Linked DNA regions of Mus musculus: regions 2, 3, 4, 5, 6 and 7 are each linked to region 1. Evidence: chromatin contacts called from public HiCAR-type, HiChIP or PLAC-seq and promoter capture Hi-C data. All regions are on one chromosome and are shown on one strand. The core of a region is the stretch at or near the end of the contact, and the rest is flanking DNA. Distances in the headings are between cores, read along the strand shown.

Region 1 (3,712 bases), core at 716-3,215:
GAGAACTGTTATGGAGACTTTATAATATTCCCAGCATCAGGTAATGAAGGTTGGTTTAGGTTTTAATGGCAAAGAGAGAATGGAAAGCAGAAATTTAACATAGATTTCACTTTTAAAAGTAACATAGTAACATCCCCAGTAGCCTGCATTTACTGGTGCCCCTAATTGAAAAATAACTTTAAAGTTTGAGTTCAGCACACTTTCTTTCATTCCATCATGCATCTGACTCATAAAACTGAGCAAAAGTAAGAGATTGGAGAATGCCTTTCACAAATTAAACTTCCAAAGTTTTAAGCAGGAGTTTTAAATTACCCTATAAAGGGAAAGTTCACACAAGTTCTTAAAACTGTTAATATTTTCAGTGTAAAACTGAAGAAATTAAAGTCTTCGTTGATTGATGGATATGCTAACGAATTTCTTACCAATTAAATAAAATGAAGATCATTCCTGAAAATTTGAATGAAATTAAATGTTCCAAAGACATCTGTAGTCACTTTAGAGTAAATATTAGCGAAACTTTAAACAGAAAATGTGTGTGAATCATAACCTTCCTTAGAGAAGTTGAGAGATAATTTAGATATTCTCAGCCTGCAAAAATTCTGTTAGAAATTCCCTTTTAACTAGAACTTGAATACCTGATTGGAGGACCAGATCCAGCAGAAGAAGCGCTTCTTTTCCAAAGGGCTTTGCGAGCTGTTGAGCTCCCGTGGACTCCTTAGGTGTTCTTCCTTCCGACTGTGTTCTTGCAGCTGCTTCAGAGTTGCTGCTTCCTCACTTGTATGCCCAAGTTGTGACATGATTGTACATCTTTTAGGACTTGGTGGGGAAACTTAAGGATGCTTCAAAAAGCCTGGAAAGAGCAACTCAGTTGTAATTTGGGGAGGCTGATGACCCCAGGAGCCTAGAGGAAAACCAGACGCGCCTTGTCTCCTGCTGGACCATCGTTCGCGCGAGCTGGATGTCATTTTCAGTGGAAAAAGAGCTAGCACCCTTTTGAAGTGATGCCAACCATCAATTTTGACACTTTTTTTACACATGTGAAATGGTTAAGAGGGAGACTCTTAAGCATCTGGATTTTCAGTATTACTCTTGCGTTCCTTCTATCTTGAGCGTCTTCAAGCCCTATTAAAGTATCGTACCCTGAATAAATACGGTGGTATTCCCACAAGAAGGGCGGCATTCTGTTTGGAGTTTGTGTGTGACTTTGACGACTGAGTGTGCCAAGCACATCTGCCCTGCGTGGGCTCGGACGCCTGCCTTGCCCCAGGTTAAGTGTTTCGGGAAAGGTGTGCGGCCGGGCCGTGCTCGCTGCCCGGCCCGCCCGTTACCTGCGCCCGGCCCGCCCGACCCCGCGAGCGGAGCCAGCCCGGCCGCTGCCCGCGCGCGCCTCTTCCCGGCCGCCAGCGGGCGGGGCGGCCGCTGTTGTTTCCGCGGGCCCGATCCGGCGCAGGTTCGGCAGGGCCGAGCCGGGGCAGCGGCCGGGCGCCCCCGGCGGCGGGCCCCGCGGACGTGTGCGCCAGAAGCAGGAGACATGGTGGGGGGCGGGGCGGCGTGCGGGGCCGAGCGGGCCGCGCCGGGAGAGCGGCGTGTGGCGCTGTGGAGAAATGCCTCCGTCGCGGCCCCGGCGCGCTGCGCGGGGAGGGGAGGGGGCTGGGCGCGCGGCTCGCGGCGCGCTGCGAGGGGAGGGGGCGGCCACGGGCCCGACTACACCGACACTAATTCCCAGGCCGCCCTTAAGGAATGAGGGGAGCACGTGACCCGGCGGGGGGCGGGGGAGGGGGCGGGCGGACTCCGAGCCATTTTGGAGCCGGTGTCAGTTTCCACTCTGCCTTCAGCCGTGCATTTTTTTCCACCCTCCCCTCCCCCTCCTGGTCCTCCCTCCCCTCCCCCGCCACCCGGCCCGCAAGCACACTCGGCGCCCCCCGCCCGCCCGCCAGCCCGCCTCCCCCACGCGAGTCTGAAATCATAATCGTAGTATTAAAGGCAGAGATCGGGAGAGACAATGGGGAGGTTGGCGAGGGAGCCCCGCGCAGGCTTAGCAACACCTCCCGGCCCCGCAGAATAATACGGCTCGGCCCCTCTGCGCGCCCTCCCCCGAGCGCGGCCGGGAGGCGGCGGCTGCGCCGAGGAGGAGGAGAGGCCCCGAGGAGGCGGCGGCGGAGGCCGCGCGGAGGCGGAGGAGGCCGCGCGGGAGGAGGAGGCCGCAGCGCGCGAGCAGGAGGCCGGCGGGGGAGCGGCATGAGCGGAGCGCGGCGGCCGTGGCTGCTCTCGGCCGCGCTCGGTGCCCATTGACAGCGGCGGCGGCGGCTCGCTCCAAGATGGCCGCTTGGCTCGCATTCATTTTATGCTGAACGACTTTTAACTTTCATTGTCTTTTCCGCCCGCTCAGATCGCCTCGCGCCGGCCGCTCTTTCCGGGTACGTAGGAGGCGAGGCGCCGACGGGCCGTGGCCGGGGACTGGTGGGGGTCGGGGCGGCGTGGAGGGGGGGGGGCGGAGGCGCTGACAGCGTGGGCAACCGGCCCGCGCCCCGCGCCCGCGCCCGCGCGCCCGCCGCCTCCCGCGGCGCCGGACGCCCCGCAGCCCGCACCAGCGCCGCCTGACCGCGCTCCAGCCGCTCCGGCCGCCGCCCGCGCCCGGCCGCGCCGCGCCGCCCCACGTTTTAGTTCCCCGCTCCCCCGAGCGCCCCTCGGCACCCTCGCGCCGCACATGGTCCCCGAGAGCGGCACTTGTGTCTCCAGCCTGCGCGGCTCCCGCGGCCGCTGCGCCCTTTGTTGAGAGGTAGACTTTGCTGAAACGGGGACGGGATCCCGAGATCGGGCGCTGCCTGGGTCCAGTGGCTTCCCTCCTCTCCCGAAGAAAGGGCTCTGGAGGTCTTTGAACCTCCAGGGAACGCCCCCATTTTATAGGGATGGGTACTGTGGGGAACAGCGATCCCGACGAGGTGGGTGTTAGGCTGGGGGGAGCCCCGACAAAAATGTTATTAACTTAAGTTGGAGGGACACTTGTGTGAAATTGGATGGCTGGTAAGATGGCGGTTCCCAGTTGTTTCCAAGGTCTTGTGCATTTGTGTTGGAAAGGGTAAAGTTTTCAAGGTGGTATTTGTTGGGAGTCGAGGACAGGGGTTCCATACGTACTTGGGGCGAGCTCTCAAGGAGGTGGGCATTTAAAATTTGAGCTTTGTTTTGGAGTGAAGCCGGTGACTGTACGTTAGCCTTGCTGAGCGCCCTTTCTCTCTCCACTCTCACCCCTCCTTTTTTCTTCTTTTCTCTCGAAGACACTACAACTTTCCCCTTTGCTGTGGGATGAGCTGAGACTTAGGTCCATTGCATTTTATAGATTTTGCTAAATGTCAGAATAGGTCATGAAGTAAGGGGATGGATGCTTCGGAGAAGGAGCACTAACGCGTTGATTGCTTATGTTTACGTAGTCATTTGGACTTGACAGCGCTGGAGCATGATCGTTTCCCCAGAGCTTTACAGTTAATAATTGGAAATAAACAAGGAGAGAGACTTTGATCATTCCCAATTGCAATAAAAGGATTTAGTGGGCTTAGTGGTCACGGTTCAATATCTGAAAGAGAATTGAGCATTAACCCCTTCGCTTTAAAGTAGGCAAAATTCCGGGCATATTTACCCTAATGCAGATGTGTGGTGGCAGTTCAAGCTATTTTTATAGGAACTCCCCCAACCTTTAGGGAGACGTTGTAAAACG
Region 2 (3,712 bases), core at 902-3,401, 960 kb before region 1:
AACGAATAAATAGAAATTCAAAAAAACTCTTCCTTTTGTCTCTCATCGTTATCCCATTTATAACAAAATCCAGGGTGGTTCATGTGTTACCTCAGGTCTTTCCTCTTCCATCCTGATCATGATGTAAAAGCAAGCCTGATGAACAAAGCCTTCATATCAACCCCAACACTGAACAAACTCTTTTCTCAGCACATAAGTGCTTTGTGTATTCTTTCACCTTCAGCTGCTCATTTCCCTGGTGTGATCCTCATATTAGCTGCCATCGCTCTCAGCCACCCGTCTCTATACTCCATTATCAGACTAATCTGATCTGAGAAAGCTACCAGGAGCTCAGTCCAATGTTGCTTTTTGCTTTAACAGGTCAGTCTCCCCTTTCTCCCTCTGAAACAATGGACACTTTTTAATGTGTTTTCTAAAATCCTGCCCACTTAGTCATGATTTTCATTCCTTCAGTTATAGCATGGATCTTAAGTGCTCCCAAAGTTCTTCAGGTCAAAGGCTTGGTCCCCTGGTTTGGTGCTTTCAGGAGGTAGTGGAACCTTTAAAAAGTGGGGGCCTGTGAGGCTCTTGGCTGTGGGGTAAATAAAGAGCTTTGTCCTGTTAAAAACCCTCTACTGTGATGGACTGCCTTGTCATTAGATCAAAGGCCATGGGGTCTGTCCGAACATGAGCTGACCTCTCCAATATTATGTCAAAATAAACCTTTTATCTATGGAAGATGACTTATCACAGGTATTTCGCTACAGTACAGAAAAACTGACAAACATACCTTCTTTTGTCTGCTTGGGAAATGTTTATAAAAGGTCAGCTGTGTGCCAACAGCTATAGTAGGGAGAGTTTACATGGCTCCTGGCTGATGTCCACAGGATTTTCAAGCCCAGGCTCGCTCAGCAGGGCCTTTCCCTTTCCCGTATGCTATTGTAAACTCTTCCTGAAGGCTGAGTGTGCTGTGACTGCATATTTTCCCTTTCACTCTCAACTTCAGTGGAATTGAGACCATTTATTTCAAAGTCAATAAGACCACTACCCTGCCTAGTTTTTAACTCAAAAGCAACTTGAGAACAATTTAATTATAAAACAAAACAAAGCAAGGAACCAACTGGCATTCGGTTTATGCTTGTAGTTGATAGCTGGTCATGGAGAAATGATAAAACGTTTAAAAAAAAAAAAAGCAGGGGGTCCCATGTTCAGCTTGTGGCGCATGCGCAGCGCTGTGGCAGAGCCGCTTGTGTTTTACTCCCCTCATCCTTCTCCCACTCCACTGTTTTGCCTTTAGGTTTCTCCTGCACATGGATTCACCTGCTAGACGTTTTGTTTTAGCACATACAGCGCTTCTGTCAGAGTTTCGTTAGCCGGTCCGCAGCCCACGCATGCTGTACTTGAGCCTGTGTGTCTCTGTCTCGCCGACAGGAGGGCATGAATATTCCCCAGTTGATCTCCTCTGAGCATCACTTGATCCCTCCTCCATTTAGGTGGCTCTTTTATGTGACCACCTGTCATCTCCCACTGCAGAATTAATTTTTAAATCCTCTGCCACAATGTTTCCCAACCCGCCGAGATATGAGACAGACAGAGATGGGGGAGGGGAAGAGGGAGGGAAGGAGGGAGGGAGGGAGAGACTGTTGTCAAATACAAAATTATTGAATCCCACCCAGAATAAATAAATGTGCTTTTTACGATTTTTTCTTGTTTTGTTTGTTTGTTTGTCTGTCTGTTTGTTTGTTTTCAGAGACAGCGTTTCATCCAGGCTGGCCCCAAATATAGCCAAGGTTGACCTTGAACTCCTGATCCTTCTGCCCTACCTCTCTAATGCTGGGGTGAGAGGCATGTGCTACCACGCTCAGATTACGTAGTGCTAAGGATGTAGCCTAGACTCTCAGGAATGCTAGGCAGACACTTTACCAGCAGAGTTACATCCCCAGCCTGCCTCCTCCTCGTTTTGGATTATAGGCATGTAGCACCACTGTGGGCTGGAATCAGTACACTTTCAAAGTGCCCAAAAGCGTTTACTCCTCATCTGCTGTGTCATTGCTGTTTGGAGAAAGAAAAAACATCTGCCAGGTGGCCATTTAGTAGAACACTTCCAGGACACAGACCACTCAACCTCCAGGTGCTCAGAACATAAGAGGCACACAAATAAACCAGCTCCAGACTCCCAGGCAATTAAACCCAGTGTTACATAAGAACCGTTTAAAGAGAGAGAGAGCACAGAGGCAAGCCCTCTAAACTAGGATCCTTCTTTAGCAGCCTTGGAGGAAGAATTGTGCTAATACGGTATTTCTATTCCCGACAGGAATAACCCTTAATTATTATGTGCCTAAAGCATCTACAAATTTTAAATAGAATTTCACGTAATGTTAAGAAAATGGGAGAGCTGCGTCACTAGCAACAGGAAAGACCTTAAACAGAGTCAAAGAGAGAGAATCAGAGAGATGGGGGTTAAGGGAGCACACATTCCATTAAGTTGTCTATAAAGTTCTGGAAATGGAAAAGACAGAAAATTACAAAAGAAAATAAAATTGTTCCATGAAAGAATAGAGGAGATTGGAGATGGTTCCATTAGTGGAGAGCTTGGGAGTCAAGCCCAGAACTCACATTAAAACCAAGCAGTGAGCACATTTGTAAGCTGAGCACAGGAGGCAGAGACAGGCCGATCTCTGGGACCCACCAGCTCAGCAACCTAACCTGTGCGGCTGGTAGGAGGCCCTACCTCAAGGCATGATGGGATGCATCTCAGGAGCAAATGAAACAGCACACTCGAACACATAGATCCTTCATTCATGAGTGAGTGAATTCATTAATCCTTAAGTGTATTAAGCTTGAGGGGAAAACATATTTCCAAGGACATATGTGTGATATGCAAATGAATGTGTATATAGCCGTTTACCCAACATTCACTGTTACAGTTGCTGTTAATTGTCAATTTGACAGAATTTAGAATCTTACCATAGACAGGCTTCTGGATATACCATCAGAGGGTTAACTTGATTTCATTAACTGAGGTGGAACCGCTGCCCACTGGCAGTGGCGCCATTCCCTAGCCAGACTCCTGGGCTGTATAAGCAGAGAAAGAACTGAAAAGCAGCAAGTGTTCATTGTTCTGTTTGCTGACGGTGGATGTGATGTGACCAGGTGTTTCAACTTCCTGCCATCTTAATCTCTTCACTATTATGGACTGTATGTACCCTTGAGCTGTGAGCCAAAATGAGCACTTTCTTCATAATGTTCTGTTTGACAGAGTATTTTACCACTGCAACAGGGGGAAAAGGACACATAGGATCTGCTTCTAAGAGTTTGGAAAACAGTCATATAAAGAAGTAATTTTCATAAGCTACTTTAAAAAAATTTTTTTGTCAGCCATTGTTCAAGTGCACATCAGTGATGAACAATCTAACTATAAATGTCAGCATTTCACCTCATCAAAAGTGCTGGTTACTGATCAAGTATATTATCAGTCCAAGCATGGCCAGTTCTGGCAAGAATTGCCACATGGATTCTTATGGGCAGAAACATCTGCATTCTCACTGAGTCAATTGTTGGCTAGAAGGGCCTGCAATAAACCTGAGCTATATTGCTCAGAGAGCCAAAAGGCTCACTGTGTCCCTGACAAAGCTGGCTGGACAGTCTTCTCCATTATATGTCATGTAAACACACAGCAGATGTCTGAACATACAGAAGCAATCAGAAACATCCCTACCATCAAGAGCGCTTA
Region 3 (3,712 bases), core at 904-3,403, 940 kb before region 1:
TAGAAATATACTCAGGGTTTCAAATATGAGCCACATATATCATTTTCAATCTTTGGATAGCTTTATTTTTCAAACAACAACAACAACAAAAAGACAAGTAAAATCATTTTAGTAATATACTTTATTTTTATTTGGCCCAATTTAGTTAAACTGTTCTTTCAACGTGTGATCAATAGTTGTTTTAAATTAAGCAGAGTTTCCATTGGTTTGTTGCTTCTGTACTAAGACTCCACATTTCTGTGTCTATTTTCATCCTTGCAGAATCTCAGGTGGAATTGTCCTGACACTGGGGCTAGAGAGATGGTTCAGAGGTTACAAGTACATTCCTCTCTTGAAGAGGATCAGAGTTTGGTTCACAGTGTCTATATCACACACCTCACAACTGCCTGTAACTCCAGCTACAAGAAACTGAAGCCTTCTTCTGGCTTTCACAGGTACCTGAACCCACAGGCAGACACACAAGCATGCACAGAAATAAAAAATAAATCTTTAAAGAGAAGTGTTGCCGTGCATATAGAGTATTTTTTCAGTATGTGGTCAGACAGCATGATGTTCATGCAGCCAAAGAGAGAAAGGAGCCATGTACAGCGTCAGGGTCAAAGACCTGGATGCAGGTAGGTACTGGCTAAGTCTGAAGGGCTCCAATGAGTGTTGACCACACCAGAGCTCAGGGGCAAAAGCAGCAGCAGCATGTTCTGCTGTCCAAATGTGCTTCTGCCATGGCTCCCCAAAGCTGGGGCGTGAAATCGGGGAGACAGAACAACCCAGGAGAGCAGAGGGTTAGGAGAAGGGGAAGGAAGAGAAGGGACAGACAATGCAGCGCTGAAGAAGGAACAAAAAGAGAAAGGACCTGATGAACTCTGAGAGGCCTCTGCCTGGGCTCAGCCGAGGGCAGCTGAGGTCAGCCCAGGGCCAGAAATAAAATGCATAAAATGCCAAGGGCCTGGAAAAATCAACAGAGTCAAATGAGAGACAAAGATATTCTGCCATGACACAAGTAGAATGTTTTGTTGTGTACTAACAAATGAACTCTGTTGCTTCATCAACAAGGTCAGCTAAGTCCATGTGGATGAGGTGTTAGGGACAGAGTCCAGGGCCTTGCTGTTGTTAAACTTGCACATCTGCTTTTTAAGCTCAGGAATCATTCCTTGAGTTCTGTATAGTAAGGTCGTTTGCTAGTTTAGAAAAGTTTGCTTGCTTGCTTGCTTGCTTGCTTGCTTGCTTGCTTGCTTGCTTACTTGCTTGCTGTGTGTGCGTGGTATTTGGGGGTGCGCAGAAATTGACATCAGGTGCTTTCTGTCATTCTATCATTATCTTCTGTCACTGAAGCCAGGTTCTGCAGATTGACTAGCGCCCCAACAAGCTCCGGTGATCTTGTCTCTGTGTCCCCCAGTGCTGGAGCTTCAAGTGTGAGCCCAGCTTTTCTGTGGGTTCTGGAGATCTGAACTCAGATCTCCTTTGTGTGGTAAGCACTTTATTCTCTGAGCTATCTCTCTAGCCCTGGTTCTTTTATTATTGTTGTTTGCTTGTTCTGTCTGTTTGTTGAGACAGGATCCCACTACACAGCCCTTTCTGGGCTGAAACTCAATATATAGACCTTGAATTCACAGAAATCCACCTGCCTCTGTCTCCCAGGTGATGGAATTAAAGGCGTGCACCACCGTGTGCCCAGATTGCTTTCTTTTTTTAAAGCAGTCTCACAATGTATCCCAGGCTAGCCTTGAGCTCTGTTCCCTCTGCTGCAGTCTCCCAAAGACTGGCATTGCAAACAGGGAAGGCAGGGCAGGTTTCCTGGCTGAGAAGACAGAGAAGGTTCCCCAAATGGAAACTAATGAAAACTTCATTTTTCATAGTTCCCTGGCCATACTTATTATTTTTCAGTCGACTACGGGTTCAATGTTGTCAAATGAAATTTTCTTCCCATTTTAAATAATGAAACAAAAATATGTCTTAAGGTAACATAACAACATCACAAGCAATCTTTGCTAAAAACACAGGCTCGTTCTGAGCAAAGAGACAGACTTCACTTCGTAGGGGGATTTCCTTCCTCGGCTGTGACTCATCAAACAGGGAAAGTGTCGAGCCTGCCCATTAGCGGTAGGCATCAGAGCAAGAAAGTGTTCTTCGGCATGAGTAATACGAATTAAGTGGAATGAATGGAACTAGCCTCGCAGAGATGGATGGAGAAAAGAGCCTTCATTATGTAAAAAGGAAACCTGAGAGCCATCGCCGCCCACCCCCCAACCCCCACCCCCTGCCGCCGCGGCCACTGCTTGCGCAGCCTCAGCCAATAAAAACAGGTATCGGCGCTCAACTAAAACAGGAGATGTAAAATAACAAGAGTGCTGCTTAAAAATTCGAGTGAAAAGGTAAAACATGTTAACTAGAATTTAATGACACGAAAAGAGGTTTCTGGTGTTTTGCTAAGTCGGAAAAAAAGAAAAAAGAAAGCATGTTGCAAGAGTGGTTTCCTATGATCTCATTTTTCACTAATTTTATGACAATATGCAGAGAGTGAGCGGCCTGGGAAAAGAGCACTGAAACCGTGACAGAGGCGGGATTGTGCTGTGTTTTCCTTTCTGTATACTTTTCCCAAATGCATTTGTTTACTTAATTATTTAAAGCAGGGTTTCACTACATAGCCCAAGTAGGCCTCCAAGCCCTGATTCCCCCGAGCCTGTGCCGGGGTCACCTCCACGCCCAGCTGGTGTTTTAGCTAGAAATGTCAACAAAGCAGAAGAGGGCTTTGCTGTGGAGATTGTTGTGGTCATCCTCCCTCGCCTCACCAGGTTCTCCCCCTCCCCCTCCTTTCTTCCTCTCCCCTCCCCCCTCCCTGTCATTCAAACCTATCTCTTGCACCCCTAGGGGAAAGGAAATGATTACCAGTTTGGGGTGGATTTTGTTTTGTTCTATTAAGAATGTGCAGACTAATAAGAACAGAAAGGCACCAAGAGGTCGCCCCTGGCCGTCCCCACCCATTCCTGAGACTCCTGCGGTCAGGGAGTGATAGAGGGTGTGGCTCAGAGAACTCAGTCTCTTTCTGCTGCCTTTCCCACAGACTCTTCAGGAAGTTCTCATGGTGTACACTCTAGAGTTTGTCATTTGAAAGGTCCTTGTGTCCAGCCTTTGGGGATTTGAACGACACTTTTTCTTAATGCTTCAATGTGCTGCTGAAAGTGAGGGTCTCAGCTGTATGCCTGTGGCCTTGAGAGTCTCTGAAGAAGATCACTTCAAAGGGATCTGAGGTCTTCGCTGTGGTGGCTTTCATTTCTGCCCATTGTTTCTTTAATTCCCATTTGTGTATATATTAATTTTCTTCATATAATCAAAATTACTGTTATTCAGGTAGGATTATTACGTACTTGAGAAAATTCAATATGTCTTTACCTAAAAACCTTAGATACATTAAGTCTATGAGAAGACAGTGATATGTAAAGACAACACTCACACTCTTCCCATTTTTAAATCACCTATATATAGCAGGCAGTGGTGGTGCACAACTTTATGCCAGCACTCAGGAGGCAGAGGCAGGTGGACTTCTGAATTCGAGGCTAGCCTGGGCTACAGAGCAAGTTCCAGGATAGCCAGGCCAGGGCTACACATAGAAACTCTGCCTTTAAAAAAAAAAAAGTGCCTGTATATACACATGTATAAATATTGAATTTTCTCTATATGTGTGCAAACATATACACATTTTCATTAAAGTACCTGG
Region 4 (3,712 bases), core at 466-2,965, 840 kb before region 1:
GTCAATCTCCTGGGCTCCTTCACTGCATTATTAAGTGTTTGACTGGCTTGTTTGCAGCCAAAAGCATTTACTTTTAATTTAGACAATTTCCCCCTTTTTAATTTTGCCTGCCTTTGAAATAGGTCTGCAGAGCGATGCTGTGTCACAGACTGCCCTTGATGTCTGTGTTCATTTGTTAGCATATTTGGCGTATCTGCAGCCAAGAAGCCGTAGGCACTGGATCGTTATGTTCCTCTGTTTTCCCTTTTCAAGGATTCTGTTAAAATCCATAATGTAACCAGACAAGCAGAACATTCAGGCATTCTTCTGAAAGTTAAGCCTTCTGCCTCTGCACCTCCAGTCAGTTCCTGCTTCGTACCTGGCGTCTCTGAAAGAGAAGAACGCTGCCCTTCCGTGTGCCCTCACTAAAGTCTCGGCCACACACAAGGCAGTACCTCCATTAGCCCAGAGCACTTTTCTTTGTTTTCCATCATGCTTCCAGGAGCAGCAAGCAACAAACAACAAACAAGCAACATGTGCAAAACATCAACAGATATCGTACGCTTCAAATCTCAGGGCAGCGGGGGAGGCTGCTGTGGGCAGGAAGCATGCCATTCAAGTTGGTACAGAGGGATAGTCAATTGCAATGATCGCTTTGATCTGCTGATCCCCTTATCGGATTCCTCTCTGCGATTCTGCTTATGGGGAGAGTTTTTTTCTCTCTCATCACTAATCATCTTGCAGGTCCTGGTTTATACCTATTAGACTAAACACACCCTGGGGAAGTAGTGGCTAACTCTGGTCTGTACACATCTGAGATGTCAAAGCGGCAGGAATCCACAGAGCTCCGGGCTTCTCTGATTAATGTCACCGACATGAAACATCCAAATTCTCTGAAAACAAAGCGACTTTCTTTGGACTCCAACTTCAATTCTAGCCTTCAAAAAAGGATGCTGAGGACCATGATGGAATTGTTTCCACCCTGGGTGTCTTACCTTTGAAATAAAGGGGTGTATCACCTTTGACACACACCCACATGCCCAAGGCAACCCATCTTCCTGGCCCTGTCTCTCACTCCCGGCTGTTGCCATGGTTTGCTCAGAAGAGCAGCTGCCCAGAGACAGCATGGAAATGGAGTGCACACTGAGTCAGTCCAAGTATCGTCTAGGATAATGAGCAGAGGTCTCAGGATTTTGAAAGCCAAAATGCCCTGTCTTTTGTAAGGCTGCCCTCAATGGAAAGGGGACAAAGGGAGGAAGGCCTAAGTAAAACAGACTTTGTCTTATTAACCTGGTGCACACGCCTGTGATCGGTGGCTTAGCTGGCAAATTGCAAGGACCTCGATGGGAGATTCAGAATGCAACAAGTGGATGTTGCTATGGAAACGGATCAAATGAACCCCAAGAATGAAGGCCCTCAGCCTGGGGAGAATGCTGGAAGAGGGTGGATGTTGCTTTGAATGCGCTGAGCTGATGTCGGAAGCCCGTGCAAGGGGAACGGCTTCCGAGGCTCTCGCTAACTTGGCGTCCTGAGGGCGACACGAGAAGCTTGCCCCAGGTCAGTTGGTTTAGAAAAAGACGAAGACGTTCTCTGCCCCTCGGCTGAGGACCCAGGCTGCATGAACCTCTGCTAGCTCCAGACTCAGTTGGCCCGAGGCCTGCTGTCCACAGGGCCTGGGAAGTGTGTTCCATCTACAAAAGTCCCTACCCCCATCCTTCGGTGCCAAGGCTGGAAACTCTGGGTGAAACAAAGGAAAGAGACAAACTGGGGCTTTGACTCACTCAAAGAATGGGCAGTCGGGCAGTGGGAGGGTTTACTCTCAGGAAGTGATCAGATTCAAGGTCATACTCCCAAACCCTCCCTCCAAGAAATGCTTCATTTTCCAGATAAAATTAGACTGTGTCAGAGCACACTGGATAAATTTAGGGTTCTACCCTGAGGCTTGGGTTGGGGACAGAGCTGGATTTAATAACATCTGTCATCCCTTCCAGACCCGTGATTCTGTGATAATTGGCTGGCGGGAGCACTGGTTTTCCAGGACACCCATGATTACAAGGCACTCTTTAAATGCACCGTGTAGACACTCCAAACAGCACAGTTGTAGATAATTACCCAGTTGGGAGTTTCTATATATGTAATAACTAACACAGGATAGGCTAGTCAGAGTCAGGGGGCCAGAAAGGTTCTCTGAAAAGGAGAAGTCAGTCCTCGGGGTCCTGAAGGAAGCACGTGAGTCTTCTACTTTGCTCTACTCTATCTACTGTGTGCACAGATGGAGTTCTGTGTCTGGGGTGCTCAAAGTCACAGTAACAAGCCCAAGGGTGGCCATAACAGCGCCAAACAGAGAGGAACACTGAGTTCTAGGCTTTATCCAAAGCTGAGCACCACTCATGCAAAAACCCACAGTGCTCCACAATGTGAAACAGGTTCAATGCCCGTGAGATATGACAAGTCTTCATTCAACACAAACCTTGTTTCAAGCTCAAACTTATTTAAAAATACTGTATTAATTTGCATCTGGATTATGTGCATAAAGTATATATGAAACATGAGTCTTAGGCTTAATGTCAAGTATCAGTCTCAAGCTATTTCCCTACATGTACGCAAACATTTCCTACTTCTGAAACACTCAGAACCTGACTTTTGGAAGATAAGAGTATCAGGTCAAAGCTGTAAGCACGTGAGTTGGGATCTGTGGTCATTTGAATGAAAATGGCCCAATCAAAGAAAACACATGGTGGGACTCATGGCTCTAGCTGCGTATGTAGCAGAGGATGGCCTAGTGCCAACCACAATTCAGCTTTAGTATTTAAAATGCACCCCTCTCACAGCTTGTGACCACTCAGAAGAGAATGATAACTACAAAATCAGGATGATGTCAACAAAAGTATGGGACAGATCTGGAGGTAGTGTACAACTTGTAATGTGCTCAGAAAAATTAAGACTTAAGACGCTATATCCAAGTTTATGATAGTTTACATGGTGTGTAGACTATAACTACTCGGTGGATTTTAGTTACCATATCTGATCAATTTTAGATCTTAAACATAGTTCAGTGGTAGGACACTTGGCTAGCATGTAATGTGCCTGAGTTCAGTCCTTAACACTGAAACAATAGTGACAATGACAATAATAATAATATCTTGCCACATCTACTCAGGAGATTAAAGCAAGAAAATTACATCAGCCCTGGAGTTCAAGGTCAGCTTGGGCAATAAGGTGACTCTGCCACTCAATATGGTAATAGTAACAATAATAACGATAACCGTAATAGCATTAAAAGTCTATTTTGGTCACTGTGAGATCTGAATGTCTCATGAGAATGCAAAAAAAGCAATTCTTCCTGGGAGCAACAGAAATAAGGGTGTTTGTGACTTGTCCCATCTCCCTCTGGACAGGCCTCTCCTGAAGGCATTTCTAGTAGAATGTCAGTTTGGCGCCTCTGAGAGGGCACAGCTGTGTGGAGGCACACAGTAAGACAGACAACTCCAACTGCTGTCTCAGGCAGGGCTGGACTGAAGCCAACAGGCCTACCTCCCTGAGATGAGAACAAGAAACAAGAATGCCTGTGACAGCCATCTCCTGAGTTTCACGGAGATGAGATCTTCAGGATAAAACCTTGCAAGAGCTCTGAGATTCTTGGGAGCACAATGAATGGAGTTGCTTTCATCTTCCTTATCCTCTAAAGAGTGGGTGTTTAATATTCCAAAGCAGGCCAATTTGTCAAACAAAA
Region 5 (3,712 bases), core at 838-3,337, 800 kb before region 1:
CCCCTATCCCACTCCTCTCCTTCAGTCTTGGCTCCCAGTTTTAATAACTGTTCCTGAAAAGCCCTCTCAGAAGAGGAAAATCCCCCTGCAGTAAAAATAAATGAAGGGCAGTCTGTGTTGTGGTCCTAAAATTTTTATTTATCATTTAACTCTTTATCTTCACTTGTTTATTCTTCTTATGGTAGGGTTACCCAGGTTGGCCTTGAACTCACAATCTTCCTACCTCCCCTTTCCAAGAAACTAGTTTTAAAGGCATGCACTGCCATATGGCTGCCTTTTCAACTTGTGTCCATCTAAGGGCCTTATTTGACTTCCTTGGTCCACTTTGACAGCCTCTGACTTCAATTTTTTATTTTTTTAAGATTTATTTATTTATTTATTTATTTATTATATGTACGTACACTGTAGCTGTCTTCAGACATTCCAGAAGAGGGCGTCAGATCTCATTACAGGTGGTTGTGAGCCACCATGTGGTTGCTGGGATTTGAACTCAGGATCTTTGGAAGAGCAGTCAGTGCTCTTACCCGCTAAGCCATCTCGCCAGCCCCTCCACGCTTTTTTAAAGATTTATTTATCTACTATATGTAAGTTTCGATTTTTTTCTTAATTCTGGTCTCTGAAAAAGCAAAACTCTGTCTGCTTGAGTTGTCCCCTTCAGGCTGTGAGAGTCTAAAGAGTTTGTTATCACAGGTCCATGAGAATCCTCCCAGCCACAGGCCAGGGTCGAAGAACTCGCCTTAATCTAGCTCTCCATGCCAGTTCTTGCAGCAACCCCTCTACATGCCTGATCTAATTCCAAGCCTTCCCCCACAGCCTCTACTAGACACCATCCATACCCTAACTTCAGCCTTCACAGCCTTTGCCTACCCACCCAACAAGATAAAGTCCACACGGTATTGTTGATCTCAAAGTATCTGACAGAATTTCCTGAATTCATTTTTTCCTCCTCTTAAAATTGCATTTTTTCCACCATAAACAATCAAGATGTAGTTTCCCTATTGAATCCAAAGAAAATCTAGATAAATATAGATTGCCTAGATACAGACAGTCTAGATAAAACAAGAGGCTGTTTCATGTTAGGAACCATACAAACACTGCATATTGTTTTTAGCTTTGCAAGCCACCAAACTCCCGATCTTGCAGGGCCCTCAAAGTCTGAGGTGGCACAACTAAACTCCGCTGTGGGCATGGTCTGGCTCCAAGGAGTCAAGGCCCCAGCAGCCAATCAACTAATGGGAACAAGGATCATGGTAAGTCGAGAATGCTGCCAACATTAAGTGTAACTAAAGACATTTCTGCTTCTTTCCTTCAAATATCTCCCAAAGGGGAATATCTTAGAAAAACCTGAAAGCATTCAAAAACAAAGATGTGAAAGGGGATGGAAAATAGGACCCATGAGGAATAGGGAGAACGAAACTGTGATTCTCAGTCAGAGGAAAAGAAAGCCTAGAGGCCATTTAACAATGGCCTGCAAGGTTTAAAGGCTACTCCACAGGGAGATAGAGACCAGCTGTTCAGCATCTCCTAGGAGGACAGAACACAAAAGAGTGAGCTTCAGCTTCCACACGAGCGACTTAAGCTAGCAAATGATATCCGCCAATGAGGATAGCAGACTTCCGAGTTGTCAGGGGGCAGTAGGGATCTCCTCTCAAGTTCTTCAAAGTCCCAAGCAGGTCAGGTGTGGTGGCCTCAGCAGGCAGAAAGAGAAGACTAGACATGGCCTCAGCACCTCACCAGCTGTAGCTGTGGCCCTGCTTCTCCAGCAGCCAGCACTCTCTCCTCACAGTAGGCTGGCTTTTCCGACTCCAGCACTTTCTGAATTGAGCCAGGCAAGAAGTAAACGGGAAGGCATGTGAGGAATGAGAAAACAGAGGCGAAATTGATTAATTTTTCCATGAGAGAGGCTGGATGAAGCTGCAAATAACTCAGCTGAGGTCCTTGGTAACTGTCAATTTCTAAAGTAAGAATCCATGGAAATTAGCTTCCTTATAAATCACTAATTGGGCCTCCTCTTCCCTTGGTTCTCTGGTTTCCTGGCCTCCCTTGGAGTCCTTTGTACATTCCCTTTGCACCTTCAGCATTAGCCTGGTTCAGATTCCCCAACAACAAAAGCCAAAGACAGATTCTTGATGCTGGAGCCAACACTTCACACATTCCAGGCCCAGATCTTTGGCATAGCACTGCTGTTCGTTAAACCCAGCGCTGAGTCGTCCACAGCAGGGGAACCCTCATCCAGAATGCTTGGGACCAGAAGCACCTCCACTTTGGATTGTTTTTTTTTTTTTTTTTTTTTCAGATTTTGGAATATTTGCGTAGAAATAATGAGATATCTTGGGGATGAAGCTTAAGTCTAAACACAAAATTACTCTATACTTCATATGCTTCACAGAGCCTCAAGATCATTTGTGTCTATGTGTGTACAAAATAGCTATATGGCGTCGAATTTTCTGCTTGTGTCATGTTAATGCTCAAAAAATTTCAGATTTTGGAGTGCTTTAGACTTTATATTTTCTTATTATGAATGTGTAACCTGTACTTTTTAATAAAGATATATTTATTAGGTATATAGTATTCTGCCTGTATGTATGCCTGCAGGCCAGAAGAGGACACTAGATTACCATTGTGAGCCGCCATGTCAAGGTTGCTGGGAATTGAACTTAGGACCTCTGGACCCGCACGCACATAGTGCTCTTAACCTCTGAGCCATCTCTCCAGCCCTAACCTGTACTTTTTTTAAAAAAAGAAAAAATTAATTCCTTAAGGACGTTGAGTATCTCACCCACTAAACACTAAAACATGGTTTACAGTGGTGTGTGGTAGCGCAGAACTGTAATCCCCCACCTACCCCGGCACTGGAGGGGCTATGGCAGCAAGATCTGAATACTGTAAATAACCAGCTCATCTTACCAATTAGTCCATGGTAAAATGCTCTTGGGTTCTAATGCATCTCGCCAGCCCCTCCCCCCGTTTTTTAAGATTCTGACTCTCTGACTCTCAAAGGAGGTTGATCCCCTCCCTGTGATATTGCACTTCTCCGGGAAAAACGGGCCCTTGGCACCAGACACAAAAGATAAAGGGGAGTGAGCTCCCACCAGCCGCCTGAATTCTTGAGTTTATGCCATGAAACGGCCAGCAGGAGTGGCATCACTCACGAGCTCCATGTAGCCTCCGAGTTCAGACTGCGGACTGCCCCAGAAATTCCCACAGCCATACCCAAGTACACTGAACACAGATGCAGCAAGATGACTGGAGCAAGAAGGCGGTTCTCAGTGGCGGCTGAGAACCCTGCCATCGCTCTTTGCTAAGGAGATCTTATCTGAAGTGAAGGCATGGGGGAAAGCAAATGGCTAGAAGTGGTTCTGGCTTCAAATACTGGCAGTTTGTGTGGGAGAATGGACCAGGACCTTAAAAGGACAAAAAAAAAAAAAAAAAAAAAAATCAGGGCGGTGGTGGTGCACATCTTTAATCCCAGCACTTGGGAGGCAGAGGCAGGCAGATTTCTGAGTTCGAGGCCAGCCTGGTCTACAAAGTGAGTTCCAGGACAGCCAGGGTTATACAGAGAAACCCTGACTTGGAAAAAAAAAAAAAAATCAATAATGGTAATTTCTGCAAGTTCAAAAGAAAGCAGCTTCATAATAGAACCAATATAAATTCATCTAGTAAGACAGAACCAATAAGCTCTGAACATGAGAAAATCTGGAAACATTTTGAG
Region 6 (3,712 bases), core at 516-3,015, 730 kb before region 1:
GTCACAGAGTGACCCGTGCTTTGGAGGGTTGTGGGGTGGCAACTCCAGAAGTGAAGGAGGCCTTTGGGTGGCAGATAAAAAGATGTAACAGCACAGAACTTTAATCTATTTGATTTCTTAGTCTCTAAAAGCAATGAACATTGGGCTAGGGGATATTGACTATAGTTTGAAATCTTTTCTTATTTTTTGTAAGAAAAAAAAAAGCAAGTCTTGGACTGGAGAGTTAATGGCTCAGTAGTTAAAGGCTAGGTTCACAACCAAAAATATAAGAAAAACGGGTGTTCTGAAGTGTTAAATCTCCAACCCTTCTAAAACAGCAATGTTTTGATACGCTACCCTTAAAATGACTGTGCCTCTCAAATAAGGACAATATCAATGAAGACATCATTCTGAAAGGTATGTACCTGACTCCTACTACAGCTGGGGTGGGGGTCACCAGAGCTTCTAGGCACAGAAGGTGTGTCAGTCTAGTCAGGCTTCCATAATATCATAGGCAGGGCATCCTACATCCTGTTAGCATTTTGTCTAAGCTCTGCCCCACAGTTATCTGGCAACAGCCTGACCCACTATAAAAGGGGCTGCTTGCCCCCTCTGCTCTCTTGCTCTTGCCTTCTTGCTCCTGCTCTGTCCTCTCGTCCCTTCCCCCCTCTCCTCATTCCTCTCCCCCTCTCTCCTCATTCCCCTCCCACTCTCTCCTCATCCCTCTCCCCCTCTCTCCTCATTCCCCTCCCCCTCTCTCCTCATCCCCCTCCCCCTCTCTCCTCATTCCCCTCCCCCTCTCTCCTCATTTCCCCTCCCCCGGCCTGCAGAGATACTCCCCTTCCCCCACACCTGACTCCACCTCCACCAAAACATACTCTCTCTCTTTATCCTTTTATAAACACAGCACATCCAATAGAAACTAATTACGCTGGAGACCGGGAATTCTGAGATCCGGCATTAGGTGAGAGCACACTTCCTGGTCGGTCCCTGGGATGTGTCTCTTTGCCGTGTCCTTATGTAATGGTAAAGAATGATGCTGCTCTCTGGGGCATAACTTATAAGGCACAACACCATTTGTGAGGGTTCCACCCAATGATGTAACCACCTCCTGAAGGCCTACCCTCTAACGCTATCACCTTGGGGGTTAAGATTTCAACTTGGGAGTTTGAGCGGAGCATACACTGCACTAGAAAAAAAGTATAAAGAGTGTGCAGGATGCCGGGCAGTGGTGGCACACACCTTTAATCCCAGCACTTGGGAGGCAGAGGCAGGCGAATTTCTGAATTCGAGGCCAGCCTGGTCTACAGAGTGAGTTCCAGGACAGCCAGGGCTACACAGTGAAACTCTGTCTCGAAAAACAAAAACCAAAAACAAACAAACAATGAAAGATTTGCTTATTTATTATGTACAGTGTTCTGTCTGCATATGTGCCTACATGCCAGAAGAGGGCGCCAGACCTCATTATAAATGGTCATAAGCTATCATGTAATTGCTGGGAATTGAACTTAGGACCTAGAGAAGAACAGTCAGTGTTCTCAACCTCTGAGCCATCTTTCCAGCCCACGTTTTGCTTTTTGTGTTTGTCAGTCTTCAAACAATGACAAAAATCTTTAGGAAATAAAATGCATACTGAGAGATTTCAGTCCATGTTCTCTTGGGCCCATTATTTCTAATCCTGTGTCTAGGCAAAAGTCAGGACAACCAGTGTAAAGATGCTCACCTTGTGGAAGCAAAGAGGGAGAGATTGATCCCTTGACGTCAACTTTCAGTACCAGGCCCCGCCCCCATGGCGTAGTTCCTTCTACTGGGCCCCACTTCCTAAAGGTTCCACACCCCAGTGGTAGCACAGGCCCTTGAGCTAGCTTCTAGGATATGAGGCTTTAAAAAAACATTTAAGATCCAAACCATGAGTGCCTGTCACATACCCTAAAAGGAACAATTGCACAGTTTCATTCTATTTTACATATGACCAGGATTTGACCTTAATGCTACCTACCCTTTATGAGTTCTGCTGTGGCCTGAATATTCATGTTCCTCTCAAATTCTTATGTTAAAATCTTAAACCCCAAAGCAACAGTATTAGAATCTTAGGGCTTTGGGAAATGATGTCAAAAGAATCTAGGAAGAAACTTTTTTGGGGGTGGGGTGGTGTTCGAGACAGGGTTTCTCTGTATAGCCCTGGCTGTCCTGGAACTCACTCTGTAGACCAGGCTGGCCTCGAACTCAGAAATCTGCCTGCCTCTGCCTCCCGAGTGCTGGGATTAAAGGCATGCGCCACCCTTTTTTAAATGAAGAGGAGATAACGATTATACTCTCTAGAAAGTAAAGATCGGTGGTTTGAAGTGTGTGCTGCTCCTGCAGAGGACTCGGGTTCACCTTGGACCATGCATGTCAGCTCCAGCGGACCACACGCCTCTGTTCTCCACAGACATCCATAATCACGTGTAGACTGTCCCACGCCACACACGAAAGCATAGATAAGGCCTTAGGCTCAATCCCAGTACAAAGACCATAAAATGAGGCCGGGAGTGTCTTACACACCTTTGATCACAGTACTCAGCAGAAAGGCAGGAGGATCTCTGTGAGTTTGAGGCCAGGCTGGTCTGCAGAGCTGGTTCCAGGACAGCCAGGGCTACACAAACAAGCTATGTCTCAAAACCAAAAGAGAAAAAAAATTTGAAGAATACTAAACCATCCTGATTTCTTGATTTTGACTTTTATTCCTCCCTGCCCCCCCCTCCCTGCCACTCCCCCCCTCCCCCCCAACACCCTCCCGGGTCTTTGAGCTGTAGTCTAAATCTGACATTTTACCTCTCTGGTCTCCTCCTGCTTTCCCCATTCTAGTATTGCATTCTACCACTGAGCTAGATCCATCAGCTCTTGTTAATGCCTTTATGATTAAATCATTTTCTTGTATTAAAATCAGATAAAGATATAAAACAAGTTCACTTTGTTCTACTTTTACATTAATTTTTTTATTATACTGTTACATCTGGATTTTGTTTTATATTGTCTAGAATTTTTCTGAAATTATTAACTGGTTTTAATAGCAGTATTAAATAAGTTTAGACTTAAATCATTTAGATGTCTTTCATCATCACTTATTAAATATTGTTATATAATTGGGTCTATCCTTCTTGTTCTATTAACCCATTAAAGTCAGTTTGTCTTTTTAATGACTGTTTTGATTAACATTATATAAGTTGTTGATGCTAGTGTAATACAAACACACTGAGTTTTAGGACACCCAGGGCTTCCCAGAGAACCTTAAAGCAGAAAAAATAAACAGGTAGGTAAATAGATAGATAGATAGATAGATAGATAGATAGATAGATAGATAGATAGACTATTCAAACAAACAACCAATTCTCTGGCTTCTTTTAACTGTCAAAGCTGGATGTGGTGACTCATATCTAATCCTAACACTCAGGAAAGTGAGATAGGGAGATGGATGAGTGTTCCAAGATAGCCTGGGCTACAGTGTGAGTGAGATAGGGAGATGGATGAGTGTTCCAAGATAGCCTGGGCTACAGTGTGAGACAATGAGACCCCGTTTGGAAGAAAGAGATGTTTGAAGGGAGGGAAGAAAGAAGGGATGAAGAGAGAATTGAATGGATATTATTACACCAAAATCTCCAAGATGCTCAGTCCAGTGAGCACAGGGATACACCTGCCTTATTTACTGTGGGCATTTCTGTTGGCCAGTCCATTAGAGTTTGTAGAGCTCCCA
Region 7 (3,712 bases), core at 492-2,991, 700 kb before region 1:
TAAAGGATTTGTTAAAAGGACTCATAAGGACTTAGTGGAAGCCTGGCTGTGGTGGTGTAGGCCTTGAATCCCAGCACTCTGGAGGCAGAGGCAGACAGATCTCTGAAGTCAAGGCCAGTATGGTCTACAGACTGAGTTCCAGGACAGCCAGGACTATGTAGAGAAACTCTATCTCAAAAAATAAATAAATAAATAATCAAACCAAAGACAAGACAAAACAAAAACAAACAAACAAAAACTTACTAGAAGCCACTCACAGCTATAGTTTATTTGCTACGGCTAAGGATACAGGTTAACACCCATCAAGGAAACTCCAACAAGGAAGGACACATGGGCAAAAGCCAGAAGAGTTTCAAGGAGGAGTTTCCAGTTGTCGGCCCCCTATGGCATCATGGGTACCATTCATTCTTCCCAGTAATGATGTCTGTAACTCTATGGACAATGTGTTATCCAAAGAGGAAACTCCTCAAACTTTGATGTACATGATTTTATTGGGGTGACTGGCTTCCCAAATGGCTCATCTCAGTCACCAGTCCTTCAGGAACACAAATTGATCCAACACAACCCAAGGCCCTCACATTAAATCCCATTTTGGTATAGTCCAAAGATTTCAGGCAAGCAAAACTCTGTACCTGACAGAATATTCCAAGGTCCTAAGTCAAAGGTTAGAACGTGCCACGGGCAAAGTCCATCAGAATTCTGGTACTCAGGTGGGCAAGGAGTCAGCAAGTGACAAACAGACTCAAACAAAAGAGAGTGCTGAATCTGAGTGTAATTTTTCAAAGCGAGCATCAGGCTTATATAGTCATTACAGAAGAAAACAAGGAAGTTAGGTAATACATCAGCCAAGATACATTAAGGTCATGCATTATGACTCTTTAAACAAAACAAAAAAAAATACATACATGAAAACTGGCAGGAACCAGGCAGTGTTTACAACTGAGATAAAATCAGCCCTATCTAAAATCAGATTATTATTAGAAGCCAAGGACAAGGGGTTCAAGCCCTAGCCATAGTTCCAATTCTAGTCTATTGTATAACCCACCTTCTTCTTAGGCCATTGTAAATTCCTGTATATGGGAGTGACTCAGCTGTTATTCTAAGTATTTACTCTAGTTCCTTCTTAAACCACAACCCACATTCTTTCTTCTATTATGTAATGTAGTCTGCCAACATGACAGTGATGAGTATTCTAAGATTATTTAGTTGAACTTGTCCTGAGATTTCTTTCTTTTTTGGGGGGGGGGGGGGGGTATTTGAGACAGGGTTTCTCTGTATAGCCCTGGCTGTCCTAGAACTCACTTTGTAGACCAGGCTGGCCTCAAACTCAGAAATCCGCCTGCTTCTGCCTCTCTGCCTCTCTGCCTCTCTGCCTCTCTGCCTCTCTGCCTCTCTGCCTCTCTGCCTCTCTGCCTCTCTGCCTCTCTGCCTCTCTGCCTCGTGCTGGGATTAAAGGCATGCCACCATGCCCGGCTGCCCTGAGATTTCTAACTCTTTTTTTTTGTTTGTTTGTTTTTCGAGACAGGTTTTCTCTGTATAGCCTTGGCTGTCCTGGAACTCACTTTGTAGACCAGGCTGGCCTGGAACTCAAAAATCCACCTGCCTCTGCCTCCTGAGTGCTGGGATTAAAGGCGTGCGCCACCACGCCCAGCTGAGATTTCTAACTCTTTCCAGTAAACAGCAACGCCTGTTTTCTTTCACTATCTCTCTATCAACACTGGAGGCATTTCGTCTGAATAAGTAACATTCTTACGAAATTCAAAGCCCAAGGTCAGCTCAACCATTGACTAGGAGGTTGGGACAAGGGTGGAGGCCAGGAAGCAATGTTCAATCTAACTTGACTATTCCTCAAATCATTCCTTGGGGGCACTTATAATAAAACAATACTGAAAGAAAGTGTGCGAAACCCTCTACAGACTATATCAAGGACAAATCTGGACCACATCCCTGTTACGGAACCTCCTGGAGACCAGTTTCCATGAACCTTTTGGTTTGGTTTGTTTTTTTTGTTTTTTTTTTCTTTGTTTTTTTGTTTTTCGGTGTAGTCCTGGCTGTCCTGGAACTCACTCTGTAGACCAGGCTGGCCTCAAACTCAGAAATCCGCCTGCTTCTGCCTCCCAAGTGCTGAGATTAAAGGCATGTGCAACCACGCCCAGCTGGCAGATGGATTTCTGAGTTCGACTCAGGACTGAGGCCAAGCTTTTGGACTTGTCATACAGAATACACTGGAGTGGGTGTGGCAAGAACTCTTTTGGACAAGTTCAGTTCTTTACTATACTTGTTTTTGTTTTCTTTTTGTTTCTTTTTTTTTAATTTATTTATCATATTTAAGTACACTGTAGCTGTCTTCAGACATTCCAGAAAAGGTCGTCAGATCTCATTACGGATGGTTGTGAGCCATCATGTAGTTGCTGGGATTTGAATTCAGGACCTTTGTAAGAGCAGTCAGTACTCTTACCCGCTGAGCCATCTCGCCAGCCCCTTGTTTTCTTTTTATATTTATTATTTTTTGCTAGTTTCCTATGTAGATATAATTGTAGCTGGCTTAGTTACTTTGTATTTTCTTCTTTCTCCCACCCTTTAACCCCACCCCCCCCCCACTCCTTATCACTTAGATGGGAGAGAAAGAAGGATAGAGTAGAAAGGGAGAAATCTCTGAATCTAATTTCTTTCCTCTTGTTTCTTCTTTGCTTGTAGCTGGTCTTTGCTACTTTCTGGGTTCTTCTTTTTCCCGTCCTTTATATCCTCACCACCAACCATTTCAACCTCTAACACTAAATAAAAGAGAAACAAGGATAGAGGGGAGAGAGAAATTAGAAAAATCCCTGTATCTAATTCTTTACTTTTGTTTTTTCCTTGACTATGGCTTCTAACAAACCTCAACCAACATGCCCCTCCCTTCCCTACCCCCACACCCAGCTCCACGAGAAGACACAAACACACACACACACACACACACACACTCAAGGATCAACAACCCCCCTCCCTATAAAACCACACCTCTGCTAGAGCATGCAGCAAATCATAGTCAGCTGCAGCAAGCAGTCTAAAGTAGCCCTGTGTTTTTACACTTGGGATTAAAACAAAGGCACATTTGTATAATATTTCTATGTTTTTAAAGAAATTGAAATTCTGGAATTTTCACTACATAGAATACATTCTGGATATTTTCATCCCTTCTTATACTCTCTCATCCCCTCCCACTCCTGCTGAACCCCGTTTTGCCTTCCCAACAATTTCCCTCCTACACTTATATTGTTTTGTTTTGTTTTGTTTTGTTTTGTTTTGTTTTGTTTTGTTTTTCCAGACAGGGTTTCTCAGTATAGCTCTGGCTGTCCTGGAACTCACTTTGTAGACCAGGCTGGCCTCGAACTCAGAAATCTGCCTGCCCCTGCCTCCCAAGGGCTGAGATTAAAGGCATGTGCCACCACCACCGCCCGGCTCATGTCTTTTTTTGTTGACTTTGCTTTGTATTTTTTTTATGACCCATTAATTAGGATTGCTTGCATTAATGTGGGGGCTGGTATAGACTAATGTGTGGGAAACTTACCAGTGGCTCAAAAAAGGACCCCCCCCCAGCTGCTATTAATTGCCTATAGCTCCTCAGAGATGGATGGGGCCTGATAAGCCCCTTCTCAGCTATATGAGAATGTTAACAAGCCCTGTCACGCCAAGTCTTGCGCAGGTAACCACAGATGCTGTGCGTACCTAA

Evidence for each region. Promoter capture Hi-C pulls out the DNA fragments that hold promoters and counts their contacts. HiCAR-type assays count read pairs that join an accessible place to other places. HiChIP or PLAC-seq counts read pairs in DNA pulled down with a chosen protein or histone mark.
Region 2: an H3K4me3 HiChIP or PLAC-seq map of embryonic limb bud shows a contact between it and region 1, with 2.8 times the contacts expected there. The contact joins the enhancer-like site here to the promoter of Bmi1 in region 1. A contact is called at or near these places in 2 of 39 promoter capture datasets (the SN4741 cell line and stem cell-derived epiblast-like cells), 5 of 115 datasets of contacts at active chromatin or transcription factors (astrocytes, embryonic forebrain, embryonic limb bud and 2 more) and 1 of 9 other capture datasets (adipose tissue).
Region 3: a promoter capture Hi-C map of embryonic stem cells shows a contact between it and region 1, with 7 times the contacts expected there. The contact joins the enhancer-like site here to the promoter of Bmi1 in region 1. A contact is called at or near these places in 9 of 39 promoter capture datasets (the SN4741 cell line, cranial neural crest, embryonic stem cells and 3 more), 6 of 484 Hi-C or Micro-C datasets (the N1E-115 cell line, embryonic stem cells and nephron progenitors), 7 of 115 datasets of contacts at active chromatin or transcription factors (astrocytes, embryonic limb bud, embryonic stem cells and 3 more) and 2 of 9 other capture datasets (adipose tissue and embryonic stem cells).
Region 4: a HiCAR-type map of astrocytes shows a contact between it and region 1, with 2.1 times the contacts expected there. The contact joins the enhancer-like site here to the promoter of Bmi1 in region 1. A contact is called at or near these places in 5 of 39 promoter capture datasets (the 3T3-L1 cell line, embryonic stem cells, liver and 1 more), 1 of 484 Hi-C or Micro-C datasets (cerebral cortex), 11 of 115 datasets of contacts at active chromatin or transcription factors (astrocytes, bone marrow-derived macrophages, embryonic forebrain and 6 more) and 1 of 9 other capture datasets (embryonic stem cells).
Region 5: a contact with region 1 is called in an H3K4me3 HiChIP or PLAC-seq map of neural progenitor cells, with 5 times the contacts expected there. The contact joins the enhancer-like site here to the promoter of Bmi1 in region 1. A contact is called at or near these places in 6 of 39 promoter capture datasets (the 3T3-L1 cell line, the HPC-7 cell line, embryonic stem cells and 3 more) and 3 of 115 datasets of contacts at active chromatin or transcription factors (astrocytes, cardiomyocytes and neural progenitor cells).
Region 6: an H3K27ac HiChIP or PLAC-seq map of embryonic stem cells shows a contact between it and region 1, with 4 times the contacts expected there. The contact joins the enhancer-like site here to the promoter of Bmi1 in region 1. A contact is called at or near these places in 5 of 39 promoter capture datasets (the 3T3-L1 cell line, hematopoietic stem and progenitor cells, liver and 1 more), 2 of 484 Hi-C or Micro-C datasets (both in embryonic stem cells), 9 of 115 datasets of contacts at active chromatin or transcription factors (bone marrow-derived macrophages, embryonic forebrain, embryonic limb bud and 2 more) and 1 of 9 other capture datasets (embryonic stem cells).
Region 7: an H3K27ac HiChIP or PLAC-seq map of embryonic stem cells shows a contact between it and region 1, with 4 times the contacts expected there. The contact joins the enhancer-like site here to the promoter of Bmi1 in region 1. A contact is called at or near these places in 2 of 484 Hi-C or Micro-C datasets (both in embryonic stem cells), 5 of 115 datasets of contacts at active chromatin or transcription factors (embryonic limb bud, embryonic stem cells, extraembryonic endoderm stem cells and 1 more) and 1 of 9 other capture datasets (adipose tissue).

The regions. Positions count from the first base shown.
Region 1 is chr2:18,675,053-18,678,764 of GRCm38.p6, forward strand. Bmi1 (Bmi1 polycomb ring finger oncogene) reads left to right here and starts at 1,966. Exons shown (of 10, transcript NM_007552.4): 1 at 1,966-2,417. It overlaps Commd3 (COMM domain containing 3), which reads left to right. Exons shown (of 8, transcript NM_147778.4): 8 at 815-1,179. The coding sequence ends at 874.
Region 2 is chr2:17,713,475-17,717,186 of GRCm38.p6, forward strand. It overlaps a transcript of Nebl not described here. Among named protein-coding and RNA genes, the nearest start is that of Mir6419, 150 kb to the left of the region's middle. Within about 2 kb of position 2,152, at least 21 of the 459 cell types and tissues checked have an H3K27ac peak or open chromatin away from gene starts, as enhancers often do. A contact at or near this core is called in embryonic limb bud, where this site is marked.
Region 3 is chr2:17,739,613-17,743,324 of GRCm38.p6, forward strand. No RefSeq gene overlaps it. Among named protein-coding and RNA genes, the nearest start is that of Mir6419, 180 kb to the left of the region's middle. Within about 2 kb of position 2,154, at least 166 of the 459 cell types and tissues checked have an H3K27ac peak or open chromatin away from gene starts, as enhancers often do. A contact at or near this core is called in the N1E-115 cell line, the SN4741 cell line, astrocytes and 5 more, where this site is marked.
Region 4 is chr2:17,837,841-17,841,552 of GRCm38.p6, forward strand. No RefSeq gene overlaps it. Among named protein-coding and RNA genes, the nearest start is that of H2al2a, 160 kb to the right of the region's middle. Within about 2 kb of position 1,716, at least 33 of the 459 cell types and tissues checked have an H3K27ac peak or open chromatin away from gene starts, as enhancers often do. A contact at or near this core is called in astrocytes, cerebral cortex, neural tube and 1 more, where this site is marked.
Region 5 is chr2:17,879,449-17,883,160 of GRCm38.p6, forward strand. No RefSeq gene overlaps it. Among named protein-coding and RNA genes, the nearest start is that of H2al2a, 120 kb to the right of the region's middle. Within about 2 kb of position 2,088, at least 40 of the 459 cell types and tissues checked have an H3K27ac peak or open chromatin away from gene starts, as enhancers often do. A contact at or near this core is called in neural progenitor cells, where this site is marked.
Region 6 is chr2:17,941,281-17,944,992 of GRCm38.p6, forward strand. No RefSeq gene overlaps it. Among named protein-coding and RNA genes, the nearest start is that of H2al2a, 54 kb to the right of the region's middle. Within about 2 kb of position 1,766, at least 12 of the 459 cell types and tissues checked have an H3K27ac peak or open chromatin away from gene starts, as enhancers often do. A contact at or near this core is called in embryonic stem cells, where this site is marked.
Region 7 is chr2:17,976,715-17,980,426 of GRCm38.p6, forward strand. No RefSeq gene overlaps it. Among named protein-coding and RNA genes, the nearest start is that of H2al2a, 18 kb to the right of the region's middle. Within about 2 kb of position 1,742, at least 21 of the 459 cell types and tissues checked have an H3K27ac peak or open chromatin away from gene starts, as enhancers often do. A contact at or near this core is called in embryonic stem cells, where this site is marked.